Regions from separate parts of the Zea mays genome. Here region 1 is linked to region 2. A link is a contact called in public Hi-C data. All regions are on one chromosome and are shown on one strand. The core of a region is the stretch at or near the end of the contact, and the rest is flanking DNA. Distances in the headings are between cores, read along the strand shown.

Region 1 (3,469 bases), core at 754-3,253, 720 kb after region 2:
TGAATGGGCGTGGGCGCATGGGTTTTTTCCCCCCCGATCCCGCCAGCAGGTGGATCGGCACCGACACACGGCCGCGGGCCGCACGCACACATGGGCAGCGAGGTGGAGTGGACCGGCTGCCGTCTCCTGGAGCCACACCAGTGCAGTGCACCACACGTGTAACGTCCCCGCAACGCTGGCGCATCGGTGTGCGCCGCGCGGCTGATCAGGCGCCTCTTAATCATCAGTACCAGGCAGGCAGGCGGGCAGTGAGGCAACAGGCTGCGCGGGCGCGTCAGCAGCTGCCATCGCCATGCAGACGCAGCAGGGCCAGGCCATCCACCCCGCACACGCAACTCAGCAGCAGGTAAGGTAGGTGGGTGGTGGCCACCAGCGCCCCGGTCTCGTCTGGCCGTCTCGCGCGTCGGCGGATATGGAGCGCTCGCCGTCGTGGGACGAAGATGCCTGCTTCTTGGCTAGACATGTCCAAACGGGCCGCCCGGCCCGGTCCGGCCCGGGCCCGGTGAAGCCCGGCCCGTTTTGGGCCCGGCCCGCCAGGCACGATTAAAAAACCGGGCCGGGCCGGCTAAGCACGCGGGCTCAATTTCTTGTCCGAGCCCGGACCGCAACGGGCTTAAACGGGCCGGGCCGGCCCGTTTAGCACGAAAAAAGCGGGCCGAAAAGCGGGCTATACGGGCCGAAAAGTACGTTTTAGTGTAAAAAAAGCGGGCTTAACGGGCTTAGAGCTAAACGGGCCGTGCCGGGCTAGCCCACCGTGCCTAATTTCCTGTCCGAGCCCGGCCCGCTTATTCGTGCCGGGCCGGCCCGGGCCCGTATATAACCGGGCCGTGCCAGGCTCGGACCGGGCCCAAAAAGCGGGCTTCGTGCTGGGCTCGCGGGCCTCGTGCTTATTGGACATCTATATTCTTGGCCGTGTTTGTTTACTCGCGGGGTCGGGCTGGCATATAAAAAATTACGAGCGCGGATTCGTCGCCATCGGAGCTTGGCTACTTGGACGGACCCCCATCTCGGATCTCGCCCCCCCCCCCCCCCAATCCCCCTGTCACTCCGATCTTCATCTTCGGCCGCGAACCCATCCTTTCATCATTATTAAATCAACGGCGAATGATGGCCATGGCCTGCCGTAGCAGCAGCACTAGTAGTAAAATCTGATGCGCTGCGAGTTGCTGCGACGCGTGCGATACAGTGTGGTGGGACTCACAGACGTACGTCTGTTCGTGTGGCAGGCACAGCGCGGAATCGCATGCCGCTGTTTGTCCGCTTGCCTGCCTCGCGACTCGCGAGTGCGTGCGTGCGTGCACGGAACGCACGCCGAATCTCCCCGGCCGGGCTTGTTGGCTCCTTGGCACGCACGTCGCGGTAGACGACAGTGACCCGGTGCTCGCCTCGCCTCGGCGGTGGGTGATGAGGTCCTCCTTTACAACTGTGCTCGTTTTTTTTTTCTCACCCTGCATTATTGCGGAGATCAGATCACAGGCCTGCAGGACAAGGGAGGGGAGGAGGAGGAGGAGACGATGAGATGTTGCATCAGAGCGGAGGAGTTCAGAGGCCGATCTCTTCTGTCTTCTCTCTCTTTCTCTTTTGGACAGGGGGGGAGAGGGTCACGGGAAGGAGCAAGGCGCCACCAGCCGACCAGCGTTGGACTGCTCTTGGTGCAAGGCACCGTCGGTTCGGTTTGACCACCCGCCGCCAGGGCTGGCTGGCTCACTCAACCCGAGCCGCGTTGCGTCTGCTCCACAGAAAGGTGCAACTGTTTGCCCCTCTTTGCAGTGTCAAAGAATCGGACATGTTCACCCAGATCTTTAAGCAACCAAAAACCCTTTTTGTGTGTTTTGGCCTGGTTCCAGTTCCACGAACAAGAGAACCAACGTACACAGAGCGTACTGGTAAATGGCAGAGCCTAATGCTGTGTAGGTGAATCGGTGATTGACCAAGAATGGTGATCTTCTTGGTCATGAACCCTGGCAACGCTACTTCCCCCAAAGCAGCAACATGAGAAGCCAGTAACCAAATCCCACCTGCCCTCCCTGCTCCCCCACCTAACAATACTCCATGATCCATCCATCCATCCTCACATATCCTTTGCCACAAATACAAAACAAGATTTGGTGCCTGCCTGCCTGCCTGCTTGTGACGCTGCTACTGATCCGGCCAGATTATCTGCTGCTACTGATACATACAGCCAGACTATCCGCTGTTATCATTACCACTACCAGTGGTGATTAGATTGCAGTGGTTGATTTGGGGGGAGATGGAGTAGGCCGCTAGCCTTTCCCTGTTCCTCCGGTTAAAGAATTAACAGCGGTGGGACAACGAGGATTGATGCCCACTGTCCGATTAATTGATTCCTCTTTCTTCCTCCTCCCTCCCTTTTAATACCCGCCCTTGCTTTCCCTGCCCGTCTTTTCCATTCCCATTTGTTTTGGCGGCGGCGGCGGCTGCCGCGCCACCAGCTTTCCTGTGCCTCTTTCGCCTCGCGGGCTATTTCTCCTCCTCCTACCTCTCGGCCTCGTCCTTATACGAGCGCCATTGTGAATTTTCGAGCAGCAGCTAGCTAGCCTGTCGTCTCCTCCCTCTTGTTCTTGGCTACTGATCCTGTTCTGTCGGCGATATCCAAGAAAACAAAGACTTGGTCTTTTTCCTCTGCGTGAGCGAGCTGAGTGAGGGAGCTCACTTCTTCGAACAGCCGGAGCCTGGAGCAGCAGTTGAGCTCCCCCGGAGAAAGCTGAGCCACGGCGCCTTTGTTGCTCTCCGCCGCACATGGACAGACAGCTCGCTCTTCCCGGCAGTAACAGCTCAAGGTATGGGCATGGCGACCCTGCTCCTGCCGCCAGATACTCTACCGCCGCTACAGTAATGCTTGCTAACCCAACCGACAAGGTCGCTGGGAGATTGATCCGGTGCATCGCTAGCTGTGTGGGGATCGCTTCCGTTGCACATGCTACTCTTCTTGGCCATGGACTGAAAAAGGCTGTGGCGCCTGGACGCAGGTTCTAGGTCTCGGTCGGCGATGGAGAGGGAGTCGAGGTCAAGGGTGCTCTCGGAGACGGCGTCCTGCGCCGGCACGCCGAGGTCGGTTCAGTCGACTTGCAGTCTCCAGCGCCGGTACTCTTCACGGAGGTTAGTTCGCGCGCTGTACTTTCTCTCGCACGCGCCCTCTCAGCTCTCAAACGCTGTGAAACCTGAATGGAGATTTATTTTTTTCCTCTCCCGTCCTCTACACGCAGCGATTTTTTGCATTGTTTCAGTTCGGCAGCCTATTAACTTCCTGCTGTACAATTCAACCGTCCTCTTCACGCCGCATCGAATTCCTTTGGGCCACAAGTACAGTACCCGCTAGCTGTAGTGTAGTCCACTGCCCGGAGACCATCCTCATGAACACCGGTTGACAATGGTGCCAGGCTGCCAGCATGCATGGATCGAACTCACACTGGCTGTAAAAATAGTTTTCGTGCAGAGTTTTTTTTTT
Region 2 (3,408 bases), core at 283-2,782:
CATCCAGCCCATGCTACATAGGATTGATTGCAACACTGCACCCAACAAAGCAGCGTGCTAGAATGACGAGCAAAAAAAGATAGAGACTCAAAAAGATGGTAGCATAGGGATACTTGTCGACACTAAGAAACAATTTTTTCATACGATTAGATTAACTATTGTTTTTATCAAAAAACCTTTGAATCAAGTAAGAAATTATAAGGTCATAGGACTATTTGTTATTTTGTAAATCAGAATATTTTGAAGCGCTTCTTCACAACCTCTACGGTGCTATTGGTCCCAACCAGAAGTCATCCTACTCGGGCAAACCGTACGCGCAAATCAGGTACTAGCTTCTATTCACATGTCACGCCATTTAACATTTCTAAGGAGAGCCGTTAATGAAGGCCAGGGTGGGAGTCACGACTATAGTAATTACCGAGGCACCTACCTCGCTGTCGTTTTCGCGTAACCGGTCCAGCACGCAACCGAGCTTGGCCAAGACCGCGTCGAGCAGGAAAGTGAGCGGAGAGGACTTGGACGCCTCCGCCTCCGCCTCCTCCTCTTCAGCGTTCCCGCTTCCACGGCGGCGGCGGCACAAGCTCGCCGAGCTCCGCACTTCGCTGCTGTCTTTGGAATCGACCGCCGACTCAACGGACGCTTCCTGTTTCGCAACCTTCTCCTCCTTAGACCCGTCGCCTAGCTGGCTGGGATGTTTGGGCGGCTTCAGATCTGTGGAGTTCGACTCCCTGCATGAGCACCCGGGCTCCTCGCTTGAGAGGCGATCGTGGTCGCTCACAGCCTCGCCGGAGGCTCTCTGCTCCCGCTCCGCTTTCAGCCGTTTCACTTTTGACTGCAGCGTCCTGCGCGAATTTAAAAAAAATGAGATTAGCCTCCCATTAAATAAATCCCCACCGAACGATCATCATCAAACGGTAAGGAAAACGGGTCCAAAACGTATTTTTTTCTACTTTAGAAAATTTCTCCTCACCGGATCCCTTACCCGATAGAGAGATCGCATCGCTCGACGTCGCGACGGAGCTCGGCGACGCGCAGCCGCCGGAGCTCGTCCACCCATCCCTCGGCAGCGGAGGCGTCGGGATCCTCCTCGGCCTCCTCGACCCCGCCGCTGCCGACGGTGGAGAAGCGGCGGTGGAGGTGGCGGAAGCGGAGGCGGCAGCTGTGCGGCGTGAGGCCTGGCCGCGCCGCCACGGGGATCCGTGTCTGCACCTCCATGGCCACCGAGTCCCAGCTCGCCGTGCCGTGCCGCGTCACGGCGCACGCCAGGAGCAGCTCCTCCAGCGTTCCCCAGATCTCCCCGCTCTTCCCGGCTGCCGCCGTCGCCTCCGACTCCGGCGACACGTCGGTGCCGTCCGCCATCCTTCCTGCGTTCTCGTCCGTGAGGCAGTGGAGGTGTGGTGGTCTTAGGCTCTCAGCCCTGGTCCGTTGCCCTCGTCTCCGTTGCTTTCCCCCGTCGCCTTTTGCTTCCTCGGCCCGGATTGATTTTTATCGGTAAAGAAGATGGCATGGTGGTCACTGGTCATGGAAATCAGCCATTCAGCCGCGCCCCGCGCGCACCCTGGCCCAGGGGCTTTTCTGTAAAAACATCGGAGTGGGTCCACCTACGGCTATTTCTTGTGTAATGACCGTGTTGTCCCTGGTCAGTGGTCAGCTACCACCAGGCACCAGCTTGCTGTTTGCTAGTACGTACGTGTGCGTGCGCTCGTTGTCTGGCAAAGCACAATCTACACGACTGCACTAGGCACCGGAATAAAACTGATCGTCTGATGGAGCTAAACCAAGTCCAAAGCATCCAAAATTCAATCGATGGGAATAACATGATCCGGAAGGTATATTCTGGTAAGCAATTGCAGAATATCGTTTTTAACAAGTTTACAAGGCTGCCTGTTTATTTGAAAAGCAATCTGCTTTTAAAATTAGTTTCATGAGTTCTTAGATATTTTGTTATGTGTGTGGCAAACAAGTTTCTAGCGAAAGAAGCTTAAAAAACCAGACCCTAGTTCGTGGCCTATCTTCTGAGGCTTATTTAATTGATGTGGTGGAAGGAAAGTGTCAACTGTTTTGGTTGAATGATGAATGAGCTTGATCTGTCGGTTTCAGGTTGTACGAGTTCGTGCCTTGTGCCCAAATCTAACATCGATCGTCGCCCTGAATGCCCTAATTTAACATAGGATTTTCGAAAGGGTATCATTGAAACAATTCAAAGTTCTATTGGAGCATGTCGGTGGCCATGGCAGACCATTAACATTTCAGAAAGCCGTGGTTTTTATTTTATCAACCAAGTCCCTTAAGATATATGCAACTTTCGAGCATCAACAACGCTCAACGCTCGATTCAAAGGAACAATTGCACATACAGAAATGTCGCTGAGAGTAATGCTGCATCCTTCAAAGGTGGCCCCCGATAAAAAAAACTAATCCTTCATTCATTTTAGATCGCAAGTTGCGGATTTATACAGAACGGATAATATCCTAACACAAACAATGGAAATAGAATATAGGCAAAACTACTACATCACCTATGGAAAATGGCTACCTCACAGCCCTTACCAATCTTCTCCATTGAGGAAGCATTATTATTAAGCACAAAACTTGACACAGCCGTCAGCAGCCATATCATATTGTAGCGCTTGCAGTGTCAGCAAGCCCTATGGCCCCCCTATCTAGGTGTTTCCTACTTTCGTCTGGCCTCCAGCGCCTTCTTCAACCCCTCACTTGCATCATTGGAGGCCGGTTTCGTCCCACTGTCTCCCAAATCCTTAGCATCGCTGTGAAAATGGTGATCTGGTTTCGACACGAATGAACGCTGTGGATGTGGCACTGTTGCTGGCAGCTTACGTCCATCGCCTTTGCTGGCTCCAACCTCTGCACGCAAGTCCTCGACTGCCAGACGCAGCATGGTGCTCTCAGCATTCAGCTCCTCCAATTGCCTCTTCATTAGTGAGAACACCTCGCCCTCGGCTGCTGGTGGGGCATCTTTCTTCCTCTTCTTATCCGTTTCAGACTGCGAAGGCACCTTGGGCGTGTGCTCGATGGTGATCTTGTTCATCACCAGCAGCGGCAGCTTGCTGATGGCGAGGCTCCCAGCCTTGCGCCCGTACCCGTCGTCTGCGAGCGCGGCCTTGATCTCCGGCGGCACGCGCAGCCCCCACTGGAACCGCAGGCTCGCCTTACTCCACAGTGGCAGCACACTCCTGGTCGTGAGCCGCATCCTGGACAGCAGCGCGCCCACGCCGCCGCCGCCGGTCCCGGCGGCGGCCGCCACGTTCGCCGCGAACCCATTCCCAGAGAAGGAGAACCCGTTACCGTGCGCTTTGCGGTCGTGGTCGTCGCCGTTGGTGACGAGGTCGGACATCTTGACCGACAGCGGGGGCAGAGTTGATGCGGGCGGCGGCGGCGGCGGGGAGCG

The links. Hi-C and Micro-C count contacts between places; a contact is called where the count stands out from the background.
Region 1: a contact with region 2 is called in a Hi-C map of ear, with 4 times the contacts expected there. The contact joins the promoter of LOC100304293 here to the promoter of LOC100277965 in region 2. A contact is called at or near these places in 3 of 25 Hi-C or Micro-C datasets (ear, endosperm and tassel).

Annotation. Positions count from the first base shown.
Region 1 is chr7:139,468,742-139,472,210 of Zm-B73-REFERENCE-NAM-5.0, forward strand. It overlaps LOC100304293, which reads left to right and starts at 2,004. Exons shown (of 12, transcript NM_001165735.1): 1 at 2,004-2,801; 2 at 2,991-3,120. The coding sequence starts at 3,011.
Region 2 is chr7:138,750,927-138,754,334 of Zm-B73-REFERENCE-NAM-5.0, forward strand. LOC100277965 reads right to left here and starts at 1,533. Exons shown (of 3, transcript NM_001367301.1): 1 at 983-1,533; 2 at 431-842. The coding sequence starts at 1,359. It overlaps LOC100277694, which reads right to left. Exons shown (of 1, transcript NM_001151196.2): 1 at 2,407-3,408. The coding sequence ends at 2,674.